Regions from separate parts of the Mus musculus genome. Here regions 1, 2, 3, 5, 6 and 7 are each linked to region 4. The links are chromatin contacts, called in public Hi-C and promoter capture Hi-C maps. All regions are on one chromosome and are shown on one strand. The core of a region is the stretch at or near the end of the contact, and the rest is flanking DNA. Distances in the headings are between cores, read along the strand shown. Region 1 holds the start of Cenpn (centromere protein N). Region 2 holds the start of Cfdp1 (craniofacial development protein 1). Region 3 holds the start of Zfp1 (zinc finger protein 1). Region 4 holds the start of Nudt7 (nudix (nucleoside diphosphate linked moiety X)-type motif 7). Region 5 holds the start of Atmin (ATM interactor). Region 6 holds the start of Dynlrb2 (dynein light chain roadblock-type 2). Region 7 holds the start of 1700030J22Rik (RIKEN cDNA 1700030J22 gene).

Region 1 (3,154 bases), core at 352-2,851, 2.8 Mb after region 4:
ATGGTGGAAGGAGAAAACTAACTCCAGTGAGCATCTTCTGACAGGCAGGCGTGCACGCACACACACGCACACACACACACACACACACACACACACATGATCATTTCTCAACTATCACCTTAAAACTGCTTCTCAAAAGAATAGGCCTCTGCCGGGCGTGGTGGCGCACGCCTTTGATCCCAGCACTTGGGAGGCAGAGGCAGGCGGATTTCTGAGTTCAAGGCCAGCCTGGTCTACAAAGCGAGTTCCAGGACAGCCAGGGCTACACAGAAAAACCCTGTCTCGAAAAACCAAAAAAAAAAAAAAAAAAAAAAAGAATAGGCCTCCTCTGCATCATTCTGGAACAATCTCCTACTAGTGCCAGGTAGGCAGGTAAGTAGTCTGCTAAGACCAGGGAAATTTTAGAGGAAAAAAGAAATAAATGTCTGCTGAATGTTGACATTTAACACTGAAAATGGAGAGGCGTATTTTCACTTCGATCAACCAAATACCAAGGCCTGGATGTACAAGACAGAAAAGATGTCAAGAGAATCCCTTTGCCAAGGCAAAGTTGCATACATTTAAAGTGGGTTTTGTTACTAACACAGGGTCTAGTGTAGCCTCAAATTCCTTATGTTGCTGAGGGTGACCTTGAATTCCTGATTCTTGCCTCCACCACCTCCCCAGAGCTGAGATTGAAGCAAACCATCCTACCCTCCTTGCCTGGGGTTTTGTTTGATTTCGAGAAGTTTTAACAGAGGCTTCTAATACATCTATTGTGAAAACACTCACAGTCGTCCTCGAAGCCTATCTAACGGACCCTAAACATTACTTTCCTTGTCAAGTGTACCGTGGGGGATCTTTACAGATACCCACATCACCAGCCAGTCCAGTGACTTTTCAGTAAAGAAACTTTTGACGGCAGCTCCCTAGATTAGTTATCAGCCAGAACAGTTAGCTCAATGCGCCCTCAGTGTCACGCATCTCCAAAGTTTTGCAGCAGGGTACGCGCACTCGACCAGGCGCGCGCCCAAGGTCGCAATGCCAGCGAGCGGCGGGCAGATCTCAGCAGTGTGACAGCTCATGCCCGCGGCTCACCAAGAAGAGTGTTCCTAGTAAAGGTCCAAGGGCAGGGACATGGGTGAACCTAGCGCGGCGTGGGAAGCTAAAGAGCCGCGTCCTTCCGCCACAGGCAGCCAGATGCCCGGAGGCTGAAGGACACCCGACACTCACCGTCACTCAGCCCCTACAAGAAGCACAGAAAGAGAAGTCACCGACACGGAGCCCGCAGCTCCCTTAGGACTTGCAAGCACCGACGCTCCGCGCATGCGTCATCCTGCATGCATCGCTCCGCCTGGACCGGTCCACTGTCCCATGCTGAGGGGGATCTAGGGCCATCCCACCGGGGCTCGGCGGGGACAGCACACAGAGATGACTGCCAGGTGGAATTCGAGACGGAGAACAATTATATTTACATGATCCTGTCTCTGAGTACAGCGACTCTGGGGATCTAAAGCGTTTTCCATCAGGCGCCCACAGCCGCGTCCCCCCGTGCAGCCGAAGCAGTGCGGAGGGCTTGCCAGGTGGGCGGGGCCCGAGCGGCCATTGGCGGCTTCAAAAGCACCTCGGCGGGAACCGCTGCAGAGACGGCGGGCGATGTGGACTGGTAAGGCAGCCTCAGCGACACCGAATTGGACTCGGAGGCGGCGGGAGGACTACAGGAGCCAGGCCTCAGACATCTACGGGGGCCTTGCCACGGCGCAGTTCCGCCACGGGATCTTAGCCTAGGAGTGACACTAGTGGAGGCCGGGTCCGGGCCAAGAGGGCCGGGATGAGCGTCCATGGCGTCATATCCGCCCGGAGTGGGGCGGGGTTTTATGTCCCTTGGCGTTTATGCCATGGAGGCTCCGGGCTGCCCGCTCAAGAGCTGCTTTACTTTGATCCTTAGGTTCCGTCGAGCCTAGGTGTCAGCTCTCTAATTCCTAGCCTCGCCTCAGTTTTTGTCCATGCCTCCTGTTGCTATACTCCTTGTGCTCCATGCGGGTCTACCGGATCGTTATTGTCACGTGTACATTCAACAGCCTTGTCTTAGCTGCTACCATGAATAAAGCGCTAGAAAATAGAAATTGAAATAGTAACAGGGCAGAAAGTTCACTCAAAGACTTGCTAACTTTGTTGATGTGTTACGCCCTTTCTGTCATTTCTTTTAGGAAGGGCATGGTGCAGATAGATCACTCAGAATTAAGAATCTTCGGAAGTGCTAAGGATTGGGCACCCCACCCCGAAGGCCCTGATCTCCGAAGTTTATAGCCGCATCTGGCCTGGTCAGTACTGGGATAGGAGAAATGCCTGCTTTGCATACACTCTCCTCTAATTTACCTCACTGAGGATCAGGAAAACGCTCTCAGATGTTGTCACGAACAAGGTGTTGGTTTAATAGTTGACAGACAGTGGAACTATATCCTTCCCTTGTGCATACCGCTTAGGGTGGGTATCCAGTCACTCTTCCATCAGTCATTAGTCAAGTGCATATGAGATTGTTCTTGGGTGACCAGACTCGCTGTGTGATTTGGCTCATGGTGACTGAAATTGCTAGGATCAGAACCCCCCAGCCCTGGCAGCCCTAACAAGCTAGGCTCCATAGGCCACTTAAAAGGACAAGTCTTTTGTTTGTTTGTTTGTTTGTTTGTTTTGTTTTTTCGAGACAGGGTTTCTCTTTATAGCCCTGTCTGTCCTGGTACTCACTTTGTAGACCAGGCTGGCCTTGAACTCAGAAATCCGCCTGCTTCTGCCTCCCAAGTACTGGGATTAGAGATGTGCGCCACCACCGCCTGGCTAAAAAAGACAAGTCTTAAATGAGAGGCAGAAAAGAGACATGTATTCAGTGTGGCCACACTGGGAAGAGCAAAGAGGTCTAGTGACCCACACACCAAGTGTTGAGTCCTGAAACAGAAGATTCAACAGAAAGCAGAGGGTATACACAACTAAGCAGCCCTAGTCACGGTGTGGTCCTCCCATCTCTGAGACATCGTTGCCCTGGTGTTGCAGTCCCTTCTGCAAGAGGGTCTGACAAGGAGACAGAAAAGCTCCCTCTGACTGGCACCAGGTGTCAGCCTTTCCTTCCCCATCAGATCCCTGGGTTGAACTCCATGTCTCTGTGGGGACACTCACAAGT
Region 2 (3,230 bases), core at 709-3,208, 2.3 Mb before region 4:
CTAGGATTTGAACTCAGGACCTTCGGAAGAGCAGTCGGTGCTCTTAACCACTGAGCCATCTCTCCAGCCCTACCTAATGTTTTTGAGACAGTGTTTCTCACTGGACAGAAGCTCACTAAGCCAGTGAGATCCGAGGATTGCTCCTGTCAACATTCAAAAGGCCACAGTTAGAGGCACCCACAAGATACCTCCAGCTTTTCTGTGGGTGCTGGGCATCTGAACTCAGGATCTTAAGCTGCACAGCTAGCTTTCTTATCCACAACGCCTAGAGTTACTTTTCGCCTAAGCAACTACACTGGAATAAATAACTTTACGGAAACGCCTAAGCCAGGGCAAGGTACAAGATGAGAAGGGAGTATGTTTTGGTATTAAGATGTACTGGTAGTTGGGCATTGGTGGTGCACGCCTTTAATCCCAGCACTCGGGAGGCAGAGGCAGGCGGATTTCTGAGTTCAAGGCCAGCCTGGTCTACAGAGTGAGTGCCAGGATAGCCAGGGCTACAAAGAGAAACCCTGTCTCGAAACAAAACAAAACAAAAAAGACATACTGGCTGAAGTTAAGAACACGGGTTGCTTTTTCAAAGGGTCCACTTACAATCCCTAGCCCCGATTCAAGGGTCCACAATCGTCTATAATTCGACTTCCAGGGGATATTAATACCTATTCTAGGCTCTGAAGACACTAAATATACATGTAGATACATACAAATAGATGTGCATGTAGGCAAAACACTCACACACATAAATGTTTAAAAGATTTGTCTGGACCTCGCATAAGCTGGATTCTTAGTGTGCTCCTCTACCGCACCCCAAGAAAAAAAAGATAGCTAGGCCATTAAGAGTGTGCGCTTCAGCCGGGCGTGGTGGCGCATGCCTTTAATCCCAGCACTTGGGAGGCAGAGGCAGGTGGATTCGAGGCCAGCCTGGTCTACAAAGTGAGTTCCAGGACAGCCAGGGCTATAGAGAAACCCTGTCTCAAAAAAAAAAAAAAAAAAAAAAAAAAAAAAAAAAGAGTGTGCGCTTCATTCCAAAGGATCTGACTTTGGTTCCAGAGTCGGGCGGCTCACAACTGAGTGTAACTCCTTCACCTGGGGACCCGATACCCCCTTCTGTCCTCTTTGGCCACCTGAATGCACCGCCATACATACACAAAAATAATAAGGGGCTGGCGAGACGACTCAGCTCTACAACCACCTGTAACTCCAGTCCCAGAAGCCCTAGGCACACACATGATGTACAGAGACAGACAGACATTCAGGAAAAAACACTGATATACGTGCCATAAAATCTCTAAAAATAAAACTTTTGAAAAAGTTCTTAAAAGAGGACGATGGGTAGCTCCTGCAAAGAGGGAAAACACATTATCACATCAACTTTCTAACAAGCCGATCCCTTCCGAACCCAGAGGCGGACAATTGAGTTTCGGACGTGAAGGAAGCTGGCAATTCCCTAAAAACAATCTCCAATGTCCGGGTCGGCTTCCAGAACCAGCCGGTAGGTAGGTAGTACGCTCAGCCTGCGGGCTTCACGCGCCTGTTCCCGCGCTCCGAGGGGGCGGCGGCCCAGGACAGCAGCTATGCAGAACCGACACATGCGTGTTCCAGGCCGCCTGAGGGCCGGGGTCCTGATAACCCGAACTCCGGAGCCCACGGGCCGTGGGGACCTCGCGATCACGAGGCCCACGCCCTGGGGACCGTCCGGGAGAGTCTCGAGTGAGGTGTGAAGCGTGGAAACCACCCTCCTTTCGCCTCAGGCCGAATCGCTCACCGGACGGCAAGTAGTCCTCATCCTCGTCCGATGTGGAGAAGTCTTCGGAGTCGAATTCCTCCATGCTGCTGTCACTTGGGGCCTGCTACCCACACGACTGCGGCCACTGCCCCAAAATAGCGAAGCTAGATATAGGGCGAGACCATAGGGGTACAGGACCAGCAGCTAGGGCCGCCCTAGAGGCGAGCGCACATGCGCAGGCAGTGCCACGTGGTCAGAGACGACACTTCCGGCTGCTGCGATTGGTCAGTCTACACTCACCGGGCCCTTGTGGGATTCCGGACCCCCACCTCTCAGAAGCGATGCATGCTGGGGCTTGTAGTTTTCAACGGTACCGTGCGTCCTTAATGGAGAATGGCTTATCTGCGGAAATAGTACTTTCTCTTTATACTTGTCTTTTTATTTTGAAATTTGCTCACAAGCTAATATTTTTTCTAACTCTAAAATCAGAGATTAAAATGTCGCTCCCGGATATGCTCAGCGAGTAAAAACTGAAAGCTGAATAGATAGATGCTAAAGTTCCCATCAACTTTTGAGCAAGGCTGAGGCTCTGCCTTTTTGATTCAATTCTCTCGCTAGAATCGAATTCTTTAATGCAGTTTTTGTGCCTTTTCCCTGCATTTTTGTTTTTGTTTGTTTTTTTTTTTTTTCTGCCTAAAATTGCTCCCAAGAACACTACCGAAACTCTGTCTAATATTCTAAGCGCAAGAAGACTGCGACGCTCTTTCCTGAGAAACTCGGCCTGTTAAGTAAGCTACATTCAGGCCTGAGTTACAAGTACTGTTGGCAGTAAGTTCAGCATTAATGAATCAACAATCCGATAATCACTAAAAGACAAAAGGAAATCCGCTTATCTGTGAGGGAAGCCACTACACAAAGTGCTAGATTGACACTTTTGAAACAACGGGAAAGATGGATGGAAAAGCAGTTAAATTTGTGAGTATGTGAGGATTGGCGAGACGGCCCAAAGGTTAACAGTACTTGTTGCTTCTGCAGCAAAACTAGGTTTGGTTCCTAGCATCCCCAACATGGCGGTTCACTACCGCCCTGGTTCTGACCTCAATAGGCACCAGGCATGTATGTAGTACAGTGCAGCAAGCACCTTCACCCACTGAGCCATGCCCCTAGTCCCTCAGAAATCACCTTCTGCCGGGCGTGGTGGCGCACGCCTTTATATATATATATATATACACACATTTTTTTAAAACTGTGATGAGAATATAATGCATACTGTACTGAGAATAATCGAACTCTCGGAGCACATGAAGGAGGAAGATGAGGAAATCTTAGCAGAGAAATCCGTAGGAACAACCAATAGGAAATTTTAGCAGAGACATCGGGAGGACCAACCAATGCTCTGGATGAGTGGGTAAAACCTGGTGGGAGTTGACCAATGGGATGGCAATGGGAATCAGCCTAAGAGTTCACAGCCGTCAAAATATCAGTGTGGAATACATCTAAAGGG
Region 3 (3,447 bases), core at 637-3,136, 2.5 Mb before region 4:
GCCAGTGTGCATGTGGAAGTTAGAGGATCACTTGTGGGAAATGGTTCTCTTCTTCCACCATGTGGAGGATCAGGGCTGCTACTCAAGGCGTCAGGCTTGTTGGCAAGCACCGTCATCCTCTGAACCACCTTCCAGCCCTGCTTTTGCTGGTGGTGGTGCTTTTTTTTTTTTTTTTTTTTTAAGAAGAATCTACATGGCCCTGGCTGTACTGGAACTCACTATGCAATCTAAGACGGCATCAAATTCACAGAGATTCAATGGTGTCTGCCTCCTGAGTGCTGGGATTAAAATTGAGCACACCACAGCAGGCTCCAGCTCTAGTTTTGAGATTGGTCTTCAACTCTCTATCCCAGGCTAGCCTAGAACTCACTGTGTAGCAGCCCAGGTTGGTATCACACTCATAGCAGTGACCCTGCCTCAGTCTCCCAAGTGCTGAGATTAGAGAGATTAGAGATTACTCCCCCTCTATGTGAGGGGCAGTCTCCCATAGCCCAGATCAGCCTTCACCTACTCCTGCTGCTCTACTTCTGAGCACTGGGATCAATTCTATCCCCGTTCCTTTCCTTCCTGACCCCCCCATGCCTCAGAAATAGTTTTGTGTATATTTTATGCAAAGTTAAAATTATCATCAACAACAAATTTTTACGATTTTATGTGCATGAGTGTTTTGACTATTATATGTATGGATGTGCACCATATGCATGCAGCTATGCAGTGTTCATAATCACGGTCAAAACAGAAATAAAATCATACTGAGCATGGTACCGTTCGCCTGTTAGGAGACATTTCATGAGTCTAACCATCTCAGAAACAAGTTCCATCTTGCTGGCAGGGCCAAAACTGAGTTCATGTTCCCAGATCCCAGAATCAACTCCTATCCTGCTTCTTCAGGTGTTTCATGTCTGTGTGTTAACCAGTAATGGATATAAAAAGGGGGTTTTGCCATTATCCCATTATCTAACTAAGGCATGCAAATAGTAAGTGTATTTATTTCCTGTCGTGATTTAACGGACTACGTGCAGTTCCCTTATCATTCTAAATGCCAGGTCAGAGTCCAGGAGGGGACTTGACTGCAAAAGCTGACTCAGGACATTGAAACCAGGATAAGGCACAACCACCAATGTTAAACTTCCTTAACTCCTTGTGTCAAAATATGATTAGTCACTGCAACAGCCCCTCCCCGCCCCCCTTTGTGTTCCCATCCTGCAGTGCAGTCTCCCTTGGGGGACGAGGTTCAGATCCAGAACTGGCTGCCCCATACAGAAAATGAAGCTTTCATTTTGAAGCTTTTGTATCTGAAGTGAGTTTACTTAGCTTCCTCCCCTCTCCAGAACCCAGTAAGCAGGGAGCTGAAACAGGAAGATCATTAGTTTGAAGCCAGCCTAGGCTTGACAAGACCCTGTCTCAAACCAACAAACATGGGGTTATTTGTGCCAGTGCTTCCAAAAGTAACTGTAGAGCCGAGAGGTTAAGGAAAATGGTGGTAGTGGTAATGTGTGTGTCTGGGTGGGTGTAACACGGGGATCTCACTTTGTAGCCTTGACTGGACTGAGACTTTCTAAGTCTTCCAACTCCCAGGGATCTCTGCTTGCTTCTACTTCTCACTAGCTTGAATTAAAGGCGTGCACTACCACACCCAGAAAGGTGTGTGCTTCCAGTGCGGTTGAGATTTGCTTTAACGCACATATTTTGTTGTTGAAAGTTTTAATCAGTTACTCCAAATCCGGGTTTTTAACAGCACAGGAAGATGAAAGGGACCGTAACACAAACCAGACTGTTAACTTGGAAAAAACGGTCCCTACCCAACTAATAATGCGTACGTTTCCCAGAGTTCCTAGCAGCGCGGCTCAGAGGCATTATGGGAATTGTAGTCCTACACCTCAGCGTCACAGCTCCGAGGACTCTGGGAACGGCCGCTCGCTCCACAAGGTGCACGCTTGCGCAAAAGCGCTAGCGCTCGCCCTTCCCCCACCTGCAGTCGCGAGTGGGTGACAAGAGCCCCCTTCTCCGCGAGCCTCGTGACCCGGAACCGCGAGTGGAGGCTAGACCCCTCCAGGTATGTCTGCAAGGCCGGGATGCGCGGGCCCGGGAGGAAGGTCGCGTCTGCGCCGGAGTGGGAGTCTCAACTTCGACGCCTTGCGGGCCGCGGCGACCCCTGGGCGTAGGGTCGGGCCTCGAGCTCTTCTGAGAGTCGGTCCCTATGGGCTGTTCGCGGTCGGCGTGTGTGGGGTCGGAGGAGGACGGGCAGCTCCCGGGCTCAGCCTCCCTTTGGGGGGAGACGCGCCACTGCTGGCCGTCGCGGGGCTCAGGCCGCGCGGGGGCGAGTCTGGAAGCCTGGCGGGCGGGCGCGCGCTTGACCCTCCACGAGGGTGTGGGGGCGGGGCTCACGGTGCTAGCCACGCCCCCACGGTGGCTTTGCGGGCTCCTGGAACCTCCTTGTTCCTGGTGTCTGGTGTTTCCAGTTATATTGTCACGGAATTATCACGTCTATCCCGTTACTTCCGGTTTGAGCGTCAGTATAACAGATTTTTCTTTTTCTTTTTTTTTTTCCTAACATTGGCTTTTCTTTTTTTCTAATATTGACTTTTCTGTTTAGCTTGGGTAAAAGTTTTCATATAAGTATGTTGCCGAGGTCCAGCCTCAGCTTGAGGTGAGGATGGTCCTGAGAAAGGGGTGAGTGGGAGTGGTGCTGACTGAATAATATATGAGTCAGTAGTGGATACAAGCTGTCAGTTCATGTGTTCTCTTGTCAGAAACTGAACCCAGTCTTTTATTTACTAAAGATTTATTCATTAAATCTTTTTACCGCTGTTAATCATTTTCTAAAAAAAAAAATCCATGGTTACATAAATTCCAGTAATCCCGAACCTCCAACCCCCGTTTCTTTGAAATGAAAGCTAAGCAAAAGTACATTTCCTTATCTCTTAAACACAGTGTTCTCTTCACGGGCAGCAGGGCACAGTTCTTGTGGTTTCTTATTGTTTGAACACAGTCTGTTCTTCACGGCAGCTGGGCATAGCTTTTGCGGTTTCCTGGCACAGCAGACAGTCATTAAAGTGGCTATAAGAACAGAAAAGTGACAGACTACTGAGGTTAAAATGATTTCTTGCCGGGCATGGTGGCGCACGCCTTTAATCCCAGCACTTGGGAGGCAGAGGCAGGCGGATTTCTACAAAGTGAGTTCCAGGACAGCCAGGGCTACACAGAGAAACACTGTCTCCAAAAAAAAAAAAAAAAAAAAAAAAAAAAAAAAAAAAAAAAAAAAAAATCTCTTACTGGGCTGGAGAGATGGCTCAGTGGGGTAAAAGCACTGACTGCTCTTCTGAAGGTCCTGAGTTCAAATCCCAACAACCACATGGTGGCTCACAACCGTCTGTAGTGGGATCTGATGCCTTCTTCTGGTGTGTCTGAAGACAGTGACAGTGTACTTACATATATTAAATAAAT
Region 4 (3,185 bases), core at 685-3,184:
TTGGACCCTTCCCAGCTGTTCCTGGTATTACACTGCTCAGATAACGCGATAAACCACAGGTGCTGGGTTAGTGATTTCAAAACAGGCTTTCTCTGTATAACATCCTCAGCTGTCTTAGAACTCATTCTGTAAACCAGGCTGGCCTTGAACTTACAGAGATCCACCTGCCTCTGCCTTCCAAGTGCGAGATTAAAGGCCCTCATGTCGCCAGGTTTAGTACTTTTTAAAAGTCTTGGGAATGGGGTTGGAGAGTTCGATCAGCAGTTAAAAGCACAATATATTGTTCTTTCGGAGGACCAGAGTTCAGTTCCCAGAATGCACATCAGGCTGCTTATATGTCTATAATTCTAGCATGCATACAAACAGACATACCTATATACATAAATAAAAATAAATGTAAAATCTCGGGAACTGTGGTACAACTGTTCCCTTAGCTATAATGGGATTCTCATGAGTTCTGAGTACTCTTGTTTTTATGGAATTATTCTTTCATTAAAAAAATAATATAATATACAATGAATTATATTTTTTTACTATACTGATGTAGGGATGAATTCAGTTTTTGACTCATTCTTATATATTACTTAATTTTACATTCAATTTCTTTGAATTTTAAGAGAAGAAAAGAAAAATAAAAAAGAAGTAGAAGACATGAATTGGGGAGGCAGATGTGGTTGGGGGTTCTGGGAGGAAAATGGAGGGGTATGGAAGGTGGGTGTTATTGTAATCACTTACAATAGATACATTGTACTCATGTGTGACATTAGGGAAGGATATATGAATTGTAAAGCCCATCATTAAGTTTGTGTGTCAGACACTATGCCAGTCTTTGGAGAAGCCTGCCTTGCTCCCCTCTCCCCCCCCCCCCCCAGTCTCAGTTCCGGCCAGCCTCCCCGCTCAGCTCACACTCTCTCTCAGCTCTGTGTGAGGTGATGGAGCTCTCCCATTGCTAGGCAGTTCATCCCTGAAAACAGGTGCAGGTGTCAGACAGCAGCATCTACCTACACTGGGGACCTGCCACCCTCCTGGGACTTAGTAGGTGTGTGCTTCTGGGCAGTCTGCATTGCAGCAGGACACTGGAGACATTGATACTGGGGTGGGGGTGGAGGTGTGGAGAGCTACATGTTAGACACTCTCTTTTGGCCAGGAGTGAGGAGCTCGGCCTGGTTTTCCAAGCCCCCAACTCTCCACCCAGCCTCCTTTTCCCCTCCCAGCCTCTGAGCCTACCTACCTGAGTTTCATTCCTGGAACTCACAGGGTGGAAGGAGAGAACTGGCTCCTGAAAGTTGTCCTCTGATCTTCATACATATTCTGTAGCACACACACACACACACACACACACACACACACACACACACACACGCACGCACACACGCGCGCGCACACACACACACACACACACACACACACACACACGCGCGCACACACACACACACACACACACACACACTAGTAAATAAAATGTTTTGTTTTTGGTTTTTGGTTTTCGTTTTTGTTTGGTTTTTCAAGACACGGTGTTTCTCTATGTAACAGTCCTGGCTGTCCCAGAACTCACTTTGTAGACCAGGCTGCCCTGGAACTCAAGAGTAATCTGCCTGCCCCTACCTCCCAAGTGCTGGGATTAAAGGCATGTACCACCATGCCCGGCAAGCGTAATTAATTTTTAATTTTTTAAAATTAAGTACTTTTTACAACTGCTTATTGCAAATTTTCTCACATGCTCCATGGTTTTGAAGAAGCCCACGCTACTAGACAGCAATCTTTTTTTTTTTTTTTTTTTTTTAGTGTATTCAACACTTTAAATCCGGTCAGCACCACCTTCGGACCTAACTCCGCCCCGAACACGCCCTACCTATAGGCCCCGCCCCTAGCACTTCGGGCGTCTTTGAAGGGCCCCGCCCTCAGCCTCTCCTCCCTGAAAAGTCCCCGCCCTCATTCCTAGCTGGGGCTACTAAGCGCATGCGCGTCAGAACTATTTGCTTCCCGAAGTCTCCTGCTGCTAGTAAGAGGAAGTACTGCAGGGCTGATGTCGCGACCTTGTGGACTCCCGGAGCCTGTCAGGTAAAGCTCTCCGGCTCCAAGCACCGGAGCCTGACCAAGCCGGGCTCTGATCATTGCACAGGCCCTATCTATCCACCCTGCAGTTCAGGCTCCTCAGGGCTCCCCTCCAGCCGGAACTTTGCTCTTCTGCTCCTGGGGACAGAGTTGGGGTTTTCACCTAACAAGATTCACACACGCGCAGGCGTGTCCTCATCTCCCAGGGTCACAGCGTTTCCCTTTTGCCAATCCGAGTCACTCTTCAGGAACCCCCACAGCGGAACCTCAGAACCCCAACATGGCCAGACAGTTATGCATCAGCCAAACAGAGTTCAAGTTCCTGGGTGGCTTCTTCCACCCATAACCGAGGTTCTTGCTCAAGGCATTGCTGCTCCCAGCCTGGCCTCAGTACTACAAGGCTGTTCTGAGAACTCAACACAGAATGGGCCAGCCCTGCTCCTATTTTGATGGTATTGTCTCGACACAATTAGACTTTTATTTTCCTGCTGCCTCTGGGCAGTTCTAGGGGTTGTTTAAAAGCCTTCTTCCTCTTTGGCTGGCTAATTGTCTTTTCTGGACAGAGGCCTGTGAGTATCAGCTGTACTGTGTGCCAGCTTTCATTGGCCCTTTCCAGGACATTTGATTGGTTTGCAGCCAGCTCTCTGTCACATGGATGGGATGGGGCTTGTGGGGGGGGGGGGCGGTGTTTGAGAATAAGCAAACCCCTCTAACCAAAGGCTTGTTAAGGATGCGCTAGTGATTAACACTCACAGCTCAGGGCCACCTTGTTCATGAACTGGCCACTTTACCTGCACGGCTACCCTCGAGCAAGTTACAGATGAGGACTTCTCGAGGCTCCAGGAGATGATGGGTAGCCCAGGCTGATCTCAAACTTTCGGTAGTCGTTCTGCCTCAGCTTCTCCAAGCACTAGGAGGTTGCAGGTGTGAGCTAGTTACCGCACCCGGCTCCACCCAGCTTTTGAGATGGAATGAGTTCTGGCTGACCTAAACATCTGGTTTTGCACAGTCATACTGCGGAATAGTGAGAACTAATGTTACACTTTCTACAGCCACTGTGACAAAGTCCTACCAACTGGATGACTTGAGGAATAGCAATTAGCCTCTCTTGGGTCTGAAGGACCCATAAT
Region 5 (3,121 bases), core at 396-2,895, 2.8 Mb after region 4:
AAATGCCTTCCTAATATCAGGCTGCAGGCAAGGGTATTTTCAGGCTGAAGGGTATTTTCTTAATTAGTGATTGATGAGAGAGATGGTCCCATCCCTGGGCTGGTGATCCTGGGTTCTATAAGAAAGCAGGCTGAGCAAGCCAGTAAGCAGCGCCCCTCCATGGCCTCTGCATCAGTTCCTGTCTCCGGATCCCTACCCTGTTTGAGTTCCTGTCCTGACTTCCTCCAGTGATGGGCTACAATCTGGAAGTCTAAGCCAAATAAACCCTTTCCTCCCCCAACTTGCTTTTTGGTCACGGTGTTTTATCACAATAGAAACCCTAACTAAGGCTTAAAGACATTTCCTCCATACATACCTTTTTAAGGGGGAGGGGGGATGGTTTGATTTTATTTGTATGAGTGCTTTGTTTGCATCTGTGTATGTATACCACATTCGTGCCTGGGAACTGGAGTTATGGATGGTTGTAAACCACCATTTGGGTGCTTGGAATCAAACCTGTCTTGTGTAAGAACATTAAGTGCTCTTAACCACAGAGCCATCCCCCTAGCCCCACTAGCTCCCTTTGACCACTCTCCCGACCAGTCAGTCACATACAAAGAAGTCATTCTGCCCACAAGGTTCATGAGTGGCTGAATGGGAACTGCCGAAGCCCTTGCACTTGCTGGGGTATTTATTCTACTTCGTAACTCTCCCTGGTACAGTTGGCAGGAATCTGGACCTGGAATCTGAACAAGAAAGCCTAGCGTCATGCTGAACAATTCTCAAAAATGCCTGCTTCAGAATTCCTGGAGTCTGAGTATGTCCCCAAGGCAAAGGGACTCTGCAGTTGAGCCCATTGGCCCTGTGATACCCAGGTCCAATGTAGTAGGTGGCATGATGACGATAGATGTCGGTTATGAAATGTGACAGACTCAACTTCCCATTCCTGATTTTGGTGTAAAGGAAGGCCCATTGGCAAAGAAATGCAGGTGACCTCTAGACGCTGAAAAAGGCAAGATCCTTGGAAGAACAAGCCCAGCTGACACCTTGCTTTCAGCCGACTAGATCCACCTCAGACTCTTCCCTCTTCAGAGATAAGAGAGAATTAGTCTGTGGGGGCTGGGCTGTAGCTCAGCTGGCAGAGTACACGTCTAAGGCACTGGGTTCAATCTTTAACGCTACCACTAGGCTTAGTAAAACCCCAGGAGTATGGAGGTAGTGGTAAGAGAATAAGGAGTTCAAGGACTCCTTGATTATATGGGGATTCTGAGGCCAGGCGGGGCCTCAAAGAATAAGATAAGTTTGTTTTGTTTTGTTTTTAGTGTGCTACCGATCAAATCCAGGGCCTTAAGCATGCTAATCAAATAGTCTACAATATAAAATTTATTCCTAATAACAATAAATCAACGGTCAAAAAAAAAAGGTTAAACCTGAAAGCATCTCTTTCTCTTCTATCCAGCTGTTGCCTGAGCTCAGGTCCCTAGGAAGTAGAAAGTGTGGGTTCATGGAACCTATCCAATTCACCTGTTCTCCCAGCACATGGGACTTCAACCTCCAACACGCGCTCGCCGCGGCCGGCGGGCGGCGCTGCGGCCACCGACCGGCCGGATGCTAATGAGCCCGGAGGCCCCGCCCCCTGCCGGAAGTGGCTGCGGCGGGGGCGGGCACTGCGAGAGGGGCCTGGCGGCCGTGCGGGAGCCATGGCGGCCACGGAGGCGGCGGCGGCCGATTCTGCGGGTCCGGCCCCGGGTGTCCCGGCCACGCCGGCGAGCACGCGGGGAGCCGCCGCCGCCTCTAGCCCGTGGAGGCCGCCCGAGTCGCGACTGCAAGGCAGCCGGCCGAGACCGGCCAGGGCTCGGGCCGCGGCCCCGGTGCCACCGGCCCGGGAGCTGATCCAGCCGACTGTGAGCGAGCTGTCCCGGGCTGTGCGCACCAATATTCTGTGCACCGTGCGCGGCTGCGGCAAGATCCTGCCCAACAGCCCTGCGCTCAACATGCACCTCGTCAAGAGCCACCGACTGCAGGTGAGCGGGCCGCGGCGGGGACGCGGGCGCGGGGTGTGCGGGGTTTGCGCCGTGCCCTGCCACCTGCGCCCGACCGACCGAGCACGGCGAGAGCGCGGGGGAGCGCGCACAACGCACCGGGCAAGCAGCTTCTCGGTGGCGTGCCCACAACACCTCGGGGAGCCTGCCTGTTTACTCAGGTTCCAAGGATGAGCGACAGGTGATGTCGCCAAGGCACCCAGATGCAACCCCGCAGGCTTTCCGCCCCTCCCACGAAACTGCCGGTGGGTCCTACCTGGTCACTCAAAAGCGGCTGCGGGTTGGGTTGGACTCTGGGCACTTGAGCTGCAAGTTTCACGAGGCTGCTGAGATCAACTCTGCGCAGGAAGGAGAGGGGAGGGAGGTTTCTCCCGTGGATCTGTAAGGAGGAGGTTCACCGGTAGCTGGTATGACGGATGTCTGACCAAGACCTCTCCGTGTTACATAAATGGGGACGGTGGCTTTCAAACCCATGGTATACTCTGGAAGCTTGGGGGAGGAAATCAGATGTTAGGGCCCCCATGCCAGACCTGTTAAGTCACAGCTGCTCAGCTTTTACAGTAGAAAGCTTCCTTTCACCGTCAGATCTCAGTGCCCCCAGTGCTCCAACTGGAAAACGCAAGTCACTGAAAGCAGTTTTGTGCGCCTTTCCCCTGGTCAGATTTGAGTCATTACTTGGAGGGTTGCAGGATCTCTCTGACCTGCAGGTGAATTCACCGTGGGCATCCCCCACCCCCACCCCTGAGAACTCCCCAACTGTAACTTTTAGGTTTTACTCTGTAGTAAGGCCAATAAGTGTAGTAAGGCCAACAAAAGGCAACAGTGATGTCAGGGAAAGGTCAGTCAGGAAATGTCAGCAGGGGCAAGCTGAGGAAGTTCTGTGTAAAGGTTTGAGCCTCGTTCCAGAACACAACTCACTACAGGCTCCAACCTGAAGCTTCCTCTTTCATCCTAAATGTTAAATTCTCTCTTTCTCTCACCATGATTTAGGGGGGTGGAGAGTGAGTGTGCCTGTAATAATTCCATGGCCTAATCCCTCAGCTCCTTACAACTTGCATTCAACAACGGTCACCAGCCTTCAGTGTTGTCCCCCTTGCTGA
Region 6 (3,382 bases), core at 197-2,696, 2.4 Mb after region 4:
TCAATGGTTGCCAAAAGAGTGCCAAAGCTACATAGAAAAGTAAATAAGATACCAAGGGGAAACTCAAGGTCACAGCATTACTGCGATTCTATCAGAATGGAGACAGTCAACAAACAAGAGAGACCCCCTCTTGTTGGGAAGGAAGTTCTGGTTTTTGACAGTTAAGGGCAAGGAAGAGTAAAATATGCCTACGGTTTGGTTTTTCCAAGTGCTTGCAAGTTTTAGTAACTAACACTTTCAGTGGAGTTGAAGGTTATTTAGCACTTAGCATGAATTTAAAGGAAGGGGGAGAGTTGGGAGGTGGTGGAAGGGGTGGAAAGAATTCCCAGTACCTAGGACGGGGCCCGAGAACATGTTGGATTCCTTCAAGGCGCTTTATAAAGCACCACCTTGGATATCCATCATAGTCCCACCCCAAAGAGAAGGCATCAAAATTAAACCAAGCTACCTCCGAGAAATCATTGGAGGGAAAGGTCGATGAGGAGAAAGTGGCTCCCGTTCTCCCCCATTGATTCCCTATGCGCAGAATCAGACTTTACTGCTGGTTGGAAGTCACTTTGGCCACTTCTCTCTGAGCTGTTGTTCTCCTGCCAGAGCTGCTCCTGCTGGAATCCTGCTTGCCTCCCATCACAGCTGTGGATAAAGGCTTCCTCCTCTTCCTTCTTTCTTCCTTCCTCCCTCTTTCTCTTCTGCTTTTTCTTACTTTCCCTCCTCTATCGCTCCCTCCCTTTCTCTCCCTCTCCCTCTCCCCCTCCCCCCTCTCTCATTCTCTCCCCCTGCTGAGTGTGGATCTAACTAGATTCTTCAAGCTCCTGCCTTGCCTTCCCACAATGATTGCGACCTGGAATTGTAAGCTAGACGGAACCCTTTCTCCTCGAAGTTGCTCTTTGTTTGTTTGTTTGTTTGTTTATCACAGCAGCAGAACAAACCCTTTCTAGATCGGCTCAGCTCTAGTACCAAATTCTCAGAGATAAAGTGAAATCGGTTGGTTTTAGGACATGAGCACCTTCCCTGCGTGCTACCATATCCACAGTGTGTTATTGTTTCCCACATGGATAGTTCTATATCTCAGGATGGTATTATTGGCACCCATGTGTGTATCATATATCTCACGTGGGGGCGGTCAAGTGGCTACCTACACTTGCCTGACTCAGGGACAAGTGCCGGCCACATCTCCAGAAAGCATGAAAAAGAAGAAAAGTTAAACCCAGGAGAGACTGTATCCTGCCACGACCCCATCGCCTTGAGGTTCCTGGGAAGGAACGTCCGTGCCTGCCTTCTTTTGCTAGGCTGCAAAGCAACCTGCCACATGCAGGGCGGAAAAGCCGGCTTCAGAAACAGCCTAACCGTTGCGCAGGCGCAGCCCATAGCTTTCAGAAAGCCACTTCCTGCCTGGTTGCCTAGCAACGGGGGAAGCGTTGTTGACATCCACAGAAACTGCAACTCAGACTTGAGCCAGGAGCTGTCCCACAGGCGCGATGGTAAATCTGAGTTCTTGTCTAGAAGGGTAGAGGGGGAGACTCATGTGCACAGCTGTCCTGGGAGGGTCTCACCATTTACTGGATGACAGCTGGAAAGGGCGCTATTGAAAAAACGGGAGGTGTTGAGATGAATCTGGGAGCCAGAAAAGTTTGCAAAGAGCTATGACAGAGGTGGAGAAAGAAAGAAAGATCCCAAGCTGAGAAAGAAGGAGACCAGGAGAACAAAAAAATGGGAAGGGGGCTGGGAGATGAGTAAGAGACAAAGAGGGAAGAAATAAAAACTAGGAGGGGGGGCGAGGAATGGAGAGAGAACGCGGGGAGGAAGGTGGGATGCTACCCCAACCTCGCCTGCACAGAAAAGGAAGGAGAGAGAAGAGAGAAAAAAAAAGGAAAGGGAAAAAGAAAGGCAAAGGGGAAGAGAAGAGAAGGAAGGGGATGGGAGAGAAAGAAACGAAGGAAAAGGGTTGGAGAAAAGGGAAAGGGAGAGGAGGAGGAGGGAAGGAGAGTGAAGGGGAGAGGAGGAGAGGCACAGGAGTGGCCTGGGGACACAGGAGGTTGCAATAGGGGTCTGGGAGTCAGAAGAGAACCACCTTGGAGGAGAGGAAAGGTGAGGAGCAGAGAGCTGAGAGGAGCAGTGGAGGAAGGGAGGAGAGGTCCGTGACTTTGAGGAGCCCCTAAGGCGATCAGAACTGGGCTGGTTTGTGAGTATTCTGTGCCAGACATAAGGAGACCAAGAAATGCCAAGTGTCAGAGAGATACCCCAAGAAAAAAATGTCTACATTTACTGGGGTTTGCGTTTTCTTGGTTGGTCGGTTGGGTTGGTTTGTTTGTTGTTTGGTTTTGGTGTTTGGTTTGGTTTGGTTTTGGTTTTGTCCCAGGCTGTGTATGAGACAAAACAAGTCCCTGGCACTATCAGATTCTTGCTATTACTGTCACTGGCGATGTCTCCTTTTCCTTTCCAGAGGACACCTCAGGCTCAGAGCTTTCGTGTTACTGAAATGTAAACATATGCTCTCTTCCTTTGTTTTCACAGTCCTCTTTATTTGTGACAGCCCGTTTGTGACCTGGGGTGGCCTCTGCAGATGCATTTCTCCAAGCTTTGGGCCATGGTGTAGTTTAAAGAACATGCTAAATTAAATGTTACCAGTGTCCACCATGAGGAAAGCCACTAATCCAGCCTGACATTTCCTCAAAAGACACCTGCCCTGGTGGTGGGAAAAACGAGAAAAGTGCTTGCTCACCTCCACAATGGGTGCAGAAGGAAGCCTGTCTCTGACTGAAGTAACGTAGTGTTCACTTGTGAGATGTTGGGAAAGAAAACAATAGAATAGATTCTCATCACAAAACTGCCTGGCTAAGTGGAGCACGGTAATGCCTGCCTGGAGTCCCAGCACTCAGGAGGCTGAGGCAGGAGGACTGCTGCAAGTTCAAGACCAGGCTGAGCTATATACTGTGAAATCCTATCTCAAAAAAAAAAAAATCCAAAAAAAATGCATATGAGGCTGTGGAGAAAGCTCAGTGGTTAAAAGCATTAGGTTCTCTTGCAGAGGACCCAGGTTCAAGCCTCAGCAACCCCTGATATCTCACAGCTGTCTGTAACTTTATGTCTAAGTGATCTGACACCCTCTTCTGGCCTCCACTGGCCCTACGCATGCACATGGTGCTCAGACATACGTGCAGACAAGCATCCATCCCTATAAAATAATAAACTATATTTTTACAAGAAGTGTAAATAGTCGCAATGTGCTGTTGGGAATAAGACAGCACAGGGAACCGAGTGGTTTTAGTCTCAGCCAGCTCAAAAAGGTAAGCGTAAAACCCAGATGCGAGTCCCTAATGCAGACACCCATAGCCGAACATTCCGCTTCAACCAAGACACAGCCAGGGTGCTCCGGCATCCT
Region 7 (3,588 bases), core at 461-2,960, 2.8 Mb after region 4:
TTTTTGAGACAGGGTTTCTCTGTGTAGCCCTGGTTGTCCTGGAACTCACTTTGTAGACCAGGCTGGCCTCGAACTCAGAAATCTGCCTGCCTCTGCCTCCCAAGTGCTGGGATTAAAGGCATGCGCCACAATGCCCGGCTCTGCCTCTGTTTCTTAAGTGCTGGGATTAAGCCAAGTACTTAAATGGCTCGCTTGTGATTTCTCACAAATTATATACCAATTTACTGTTCTGTTAGAATGCAGGAGGTCTGTATTGCTACCTTTCTTTCCTTATTTAAAAATTTTTTTTATATGTATGGATGTTTTGCCAGCATGTCTGTGTACCGCAGGCTGCGAGCCCTGCATGCTAGGAGACCAGAGAAGAGCATTGGATCCTCTGAACTCGAGTTAGTCATGAGCTACCATGTAGGTTCTGGGTATTGAACCTGGGCCCTCTGCAAGAGCAGCCAGTGCTCTTAAACTCCTTAGCTATCTTTCCAGCCCATATTTTTCCATTTTCTTAAACTCGTGTTTTTACACACATGGTGTGCACATCAGGTACCCCTGCTCTCTTCCTCACCTGCCTTAGTCCCTTGAGACAGTTTCTCAGTGAGCCTGAAGCTTACCATTTTCAGGTTAGGCTTCCTGGCTTACAAGCCCATGCATTTCTTCTCGAATGGGCTTGAGAAAGAAGATGGCTCCGTCATACAGTGCTTGCCACACAGGTAGAGAAAACAGAGTTAAGGGCCCCAGTACCCACACAAAAAGCCAATTGCTATAATGAATGAAAGCCTTTAATTCCAGCGCCAGGAAGCAGAGACAGGAGGATTCCTAGAGCTTGCCAGCTAGCCAGGCTAGCCAAATCAGTGAACTCTGGGTTCAGCGAGAGAACATGTCTCAAAAAAAAAAAAATAAATAAATAAATAAATAAAAATAAGGTGACTGAGGGCTGGAGAAATGGCTCAGCAGTTAAGAGCACTTGCTACTCTTGCCAAAGACCCACGTTCGTTCCTGGCACCCACATAGCAACTTACAACAGCCAATAATTCCACTTGCAGGGTAGGGCGTGTGCCATTTCTATGTCAACCATTTCCAACTCGTGCCCTTTTTCATTTTTGCCTAGGTTCTAGATTTCTGTTTTGGACGGGGTTTCATTCCGCCCCTTTTTTTCCGGCTCTCTGAATTCACTAAGGGCTGGGTCCTGAAAGGATGGCCTTCTGAGGGCTCCCAAGGCTCACGGCAGACGGAATCTCGCGCCCACGCCTTCCCACCTGGTTTCTCCCTTTTACTAATAGTCCCTGCACACTCCTTCATGCCGCATAAGTTCCTTCCCTCCCTCCAAGAGGCTCCCTACACGCTACAAGCTGAGAGTTTACCCTTCCTTCAGAAGATCAAGAGGGCTGCATCAAGCTCCTTCCATTGAAACCTCAACCACGCCCCCACAGACCACGCCTATCAAACGGCTCCTCCCTGAGGCCCAAGCGGCTCCCTAGGCCCCGCCCAGTCCAGGCTACCCCAGAACCGTACCCCATCTTCGTCTCGCTTACCCACCCTGAAGATTGCTTCCTTCCGCGGCTCTGCCGCCCGTGAAGTGTCTAGGGAGTGTTCCCCGGGGTGAGGACGTGGCCACAGCCACTCAGACGCTCCTACGGGGCCGCGAGGTAAGGAAGGTCCGGAGCGGCAAGTCGCGGCCCCCAAGAGCCGGGCTGTTGCCCTAGGTTACGGCCGCGTCGGAGGCGGGCCTAGGTGCAGGCATGCCGGAAGTGACGTAACCCCGCAACAAACCAGCTCAAGGGCGGAGTCCCCTCTGAGGGCGGGGCTAAGGAGCATTCCCGTCGCTCTGTGCGTGGTTGCTAGGTGCCGCGTTGCCAGACGCTTCGAGAGCTTCGCAGGCACTGGCGACGTTGGGCGGCCAAGTTGCGCTGCAACAGCCTTTTGCCTTCTAGAAGGAATGCCTCAGAGGCCACACAAACAGTGTCTGGAGATTTGGCCACTTCTTCCTTTGGGCAGAATCGTCCCTTCCTTCTTGGGATCCCGTGTTGAAAGCGAGAGCAGAACTTCGCGGGACGACTCATTCCTAGTTGCATAATTTTGAGACCGAGTCTTCCTTGTTTTGTAGCCTGGTGCGGTCTCGAACTCATGGCAACCCTCCTTCCTCGATGTCCTAAATCAACATTGAAGGGATCGAGGGCGTGGGCTTCCACACCTGCTGACAGGAAGGATTTCTGGTTTTGTTCTTTTTGGTGCTGCCCACTTTAGTGGGGCAGAAGCAGCAGTTTCTCGCGAGGGGGCCGCCCACTTCTCCACTATGCTGCCCTTGGTGCCCAACTCATGTCTAGTTCCAAGGTCCCTTTGCTTTCTGGTTTAAAAAGTATTAAGAAAACAAGTCTCCAAAAGCAGGCTGAGTCAAAGGCTTTTGGAAAAAATGGCTAAGAATTACTACTTTTTACACTTATAGCATTATATAATATATATACAGTATAGCATATATACAATCGATAGCATAGATTTATAGCATTAACGGCCTCTAAAGATGTGATGTATATGACACATGAAGTTGGAACAAAGTCCTCTTCTAGACTGTGAATATTTGTTATTTCCCCCATATATATGAGGGAAATACTTTAACAAGCATATATGATAGATATTGTAATTATATTGCTATACCAGCGTATCTAATGGGCTATGACACATATTTCTAAAATTTTCTATGTATTTTTGGATTTATGCGTATGAGTGTTCTGCCTGTGTATATGTATGTACACCATGTTCATACTGGACAGTCATAAAGACACACTCTTTCATTGTTTTCTAGGTTCGCCTGCTAGACAGCGAGTCTGTCACCAAGATGTGTCTCCGTTCCTCGGTGTTTTGAGGTAGGCTTTCACTATGACGTCTAGTCTGGCCTCCAACAGCTTCCTTCTGTCTCTGAATGCTGGAATTACAAGCACATGCCACCAGACCTGGCCACTCAACCATGATCTTTACAACCGAAGGTAGACAAGTCTTTTCAACAGCCACAGAAAAGCTCAGAAGTGGGGGTGGGGAAGGGGGCAGGTCAAATTTTCCAGTCTGCTGCAGCAGAGTCTGCAGTTCCATACCACTGGTCTTTTTCATACCAGATACTGTGTGGGGCGCCCTCTAGTGGTTCTACTAAAACCCAACATAGTCAGCCTCCAAAGTGTTGCTTTGTTTTGTGGAGTTTTACGATTTAATACCTTGTGAACAATTTTTTTTTTTAACTTTAATTATTTTTTAAGTGTATTGGCATTCTGGATGAATGTGTGTCGGTGCACTACTTCCATGCCTGGTGTCCATGGCGGTTAAAAGCGGGATCGGATACTTTGGAACTGGTGTTAGAGGCATTCATAAACATCCATGCAGATCCTGGGAACTGAACCCAGGTCTTTTGGAAGGGCAGCCAGAGCTTTTGACCACTAAACCATCTCTCCATCACCAGCCCCCCCTTCCCCCTACTATATTTCTGAGGTTTTAATTCTTTGAAAACATTCAAAGATGTTAAGAAAATAGACAAAGACTAAAGAAAAAATGGCAAAGAAAGAAAGTATGCCAGGTGTGGTGGTGCATGCCTTTAGTCCAGCCCATGGA

The links. Promoter capture Hi-C pulls out the DNA fragments that hold promoters and counts their contacts. A called contact is a pair of places that touch in the nucleus more often than the background predicts.
Region 1: a contact with region 4 is called in a Hi-C map of regulatory T cells, with 12 times the contacts expected there. The contact joins the promoter of Cenpn here to the promoter of Nudt7 in region 4. A contact is called at or near these places in 3 of 39 promoter capture datasets (the 3T3-L1 cell line, hippocampal neurons and pre-B cells), 1 of 484 Hi-C or Micro-C datasets (regulatory T cells), 2 of 115 datasets of contacts at active chromatin or transcription factors (acute myeloid leukemia and astrocytes) and 1 of 9 other capture datasets (liver).
Region 2: a promoter capture Hi-C map of pre-B cells shows a contact between it and region 4, with 4 times the contacts expected there. The contact joins the promoter of Cfdp1 here to the promoter of Nudt7 in region 4.
Region 3: a contact with region 4 is called in a promoter capture Hi-C map of liver, with 4 times the contacts expected there. The contact joins the promoter of Zfp1 here to the promoter of Nudt7 in region 4. A contact is called at or near these places in 2 of 39 promoter capture datasets (cranial neural crest and liver).
Region 5: a contact with region 4 is called in a promoter capture Hi-C map of pre-B cells, with 5 times the contacts expected there. The contact joins the promoter of Atmin here to the promoter of Nudt7 in region 4. A contact is called at or near these places in 2 of 39 promoter capture datasets (hippocampal neurons and pre-B cells).
Region 6: a promoter capture Hi-C map of pre-B cells shows a contact between it and region 4. The contact joins the promoter of Dynlrb2 here to the promoter of Nudt7 in region 4. A contact is called at or near these places in 2 of 39 promoter capture datasets (the 3T3-L1 cell line and pre-B cells) and 1 of 484 Hi-C or Micro-C datasets (CD4 T cells).
Region 7: a contact with region 4 is called in a promoter capture Hi-C map of liver, with 6 times the contacts expected there. The contact joins the promoter of 1700030J22Rik here to the promoter of Nudt7 in region 4. A contact is called at or near these places in 2 of 39 promoter capture datasets (liver and pre-B cells).

The regions. Positions count from the first base shown.
Region 1 is chr8:116,920,139-116,923,292 of GRCm38.p6, forward strand. It overlaps Cenpn (centromere protein N), which reads left to right and starts at 1,602. Exons shown (of 12, transcript NM_028131.3): 1 at 1,602-1,645; 2 at 2,190-2,303. It overlaps Cmc2 (COX assembly mitochondrial protein 2), which reads right to left and starts at 1,298. Exons shown (of 4, transcript NM_026844.3): 1 at 1,213-1,298.
Region 2 is chr8:111,852,379-111,855,608 of GRCm38.p6, forward strand. Cfdp1 (craniofacial development protein 1) reads right to left here and starts at 1,959. Exons shown (of 7, transcript NM_011801.2): 1 at 1,766-1,959. The coding sequence starts at 1,829.
Region 3 is chr8:111,641,557-111,645,003 of GRCm38.p6, forward strand. Zfp1 (zinc finger protein 1) reads left to right here and starts at 1,887. Exons shown (of 4, transcript NM_001037665.2): 1 at 1,887-2,056.
Region 4 is chr8:114,131,640-114,134,824 of GRCm38.p6, forward strand. It overlaps Nudt7 (nudix (nucleoside diphosphate linked moiety X)-type motif 7), which reads left to right and starts at 1,935. Exons shown (of 4, transcript NM_024437.4): 1 at 1,935-2,061. The coding sequence starts at 2,027.
Region 5 is chr8:116,941,748-116,944,868 of GRCm38.p6, forward strand. It overlaps Atmin (ATM interactor), which reads left to right and starts at 1,646. Exons shown (of 4, transcript NM_177700.4): 1 at 1,646-2,003. The coding sequence starts at 1,680. It also overlaps a transcript of Cmc2 not described here.
Region 6 is chr8:116,503,569-116,506,950 of GRCm38.p6, forward strand. Dynlrb2 (dynein light chain roadblock-type 2) reads left to right here and starts at 1,447. Exons shown (of 4, transcript NM_029297.1): 1 at 1,447-1,481. The coding sequence starts at 1,479.
Region 7 is chr8:116,977,249-116,980,836 of GRCm38.p6, forward strand. 1700030J22Rik (RIKEN cDNA 1700030J22 gene) reads right to left here and starts at 1,711. Exons shown (of 3, transcript NM_027103.3): 1 at 1,531-1,711.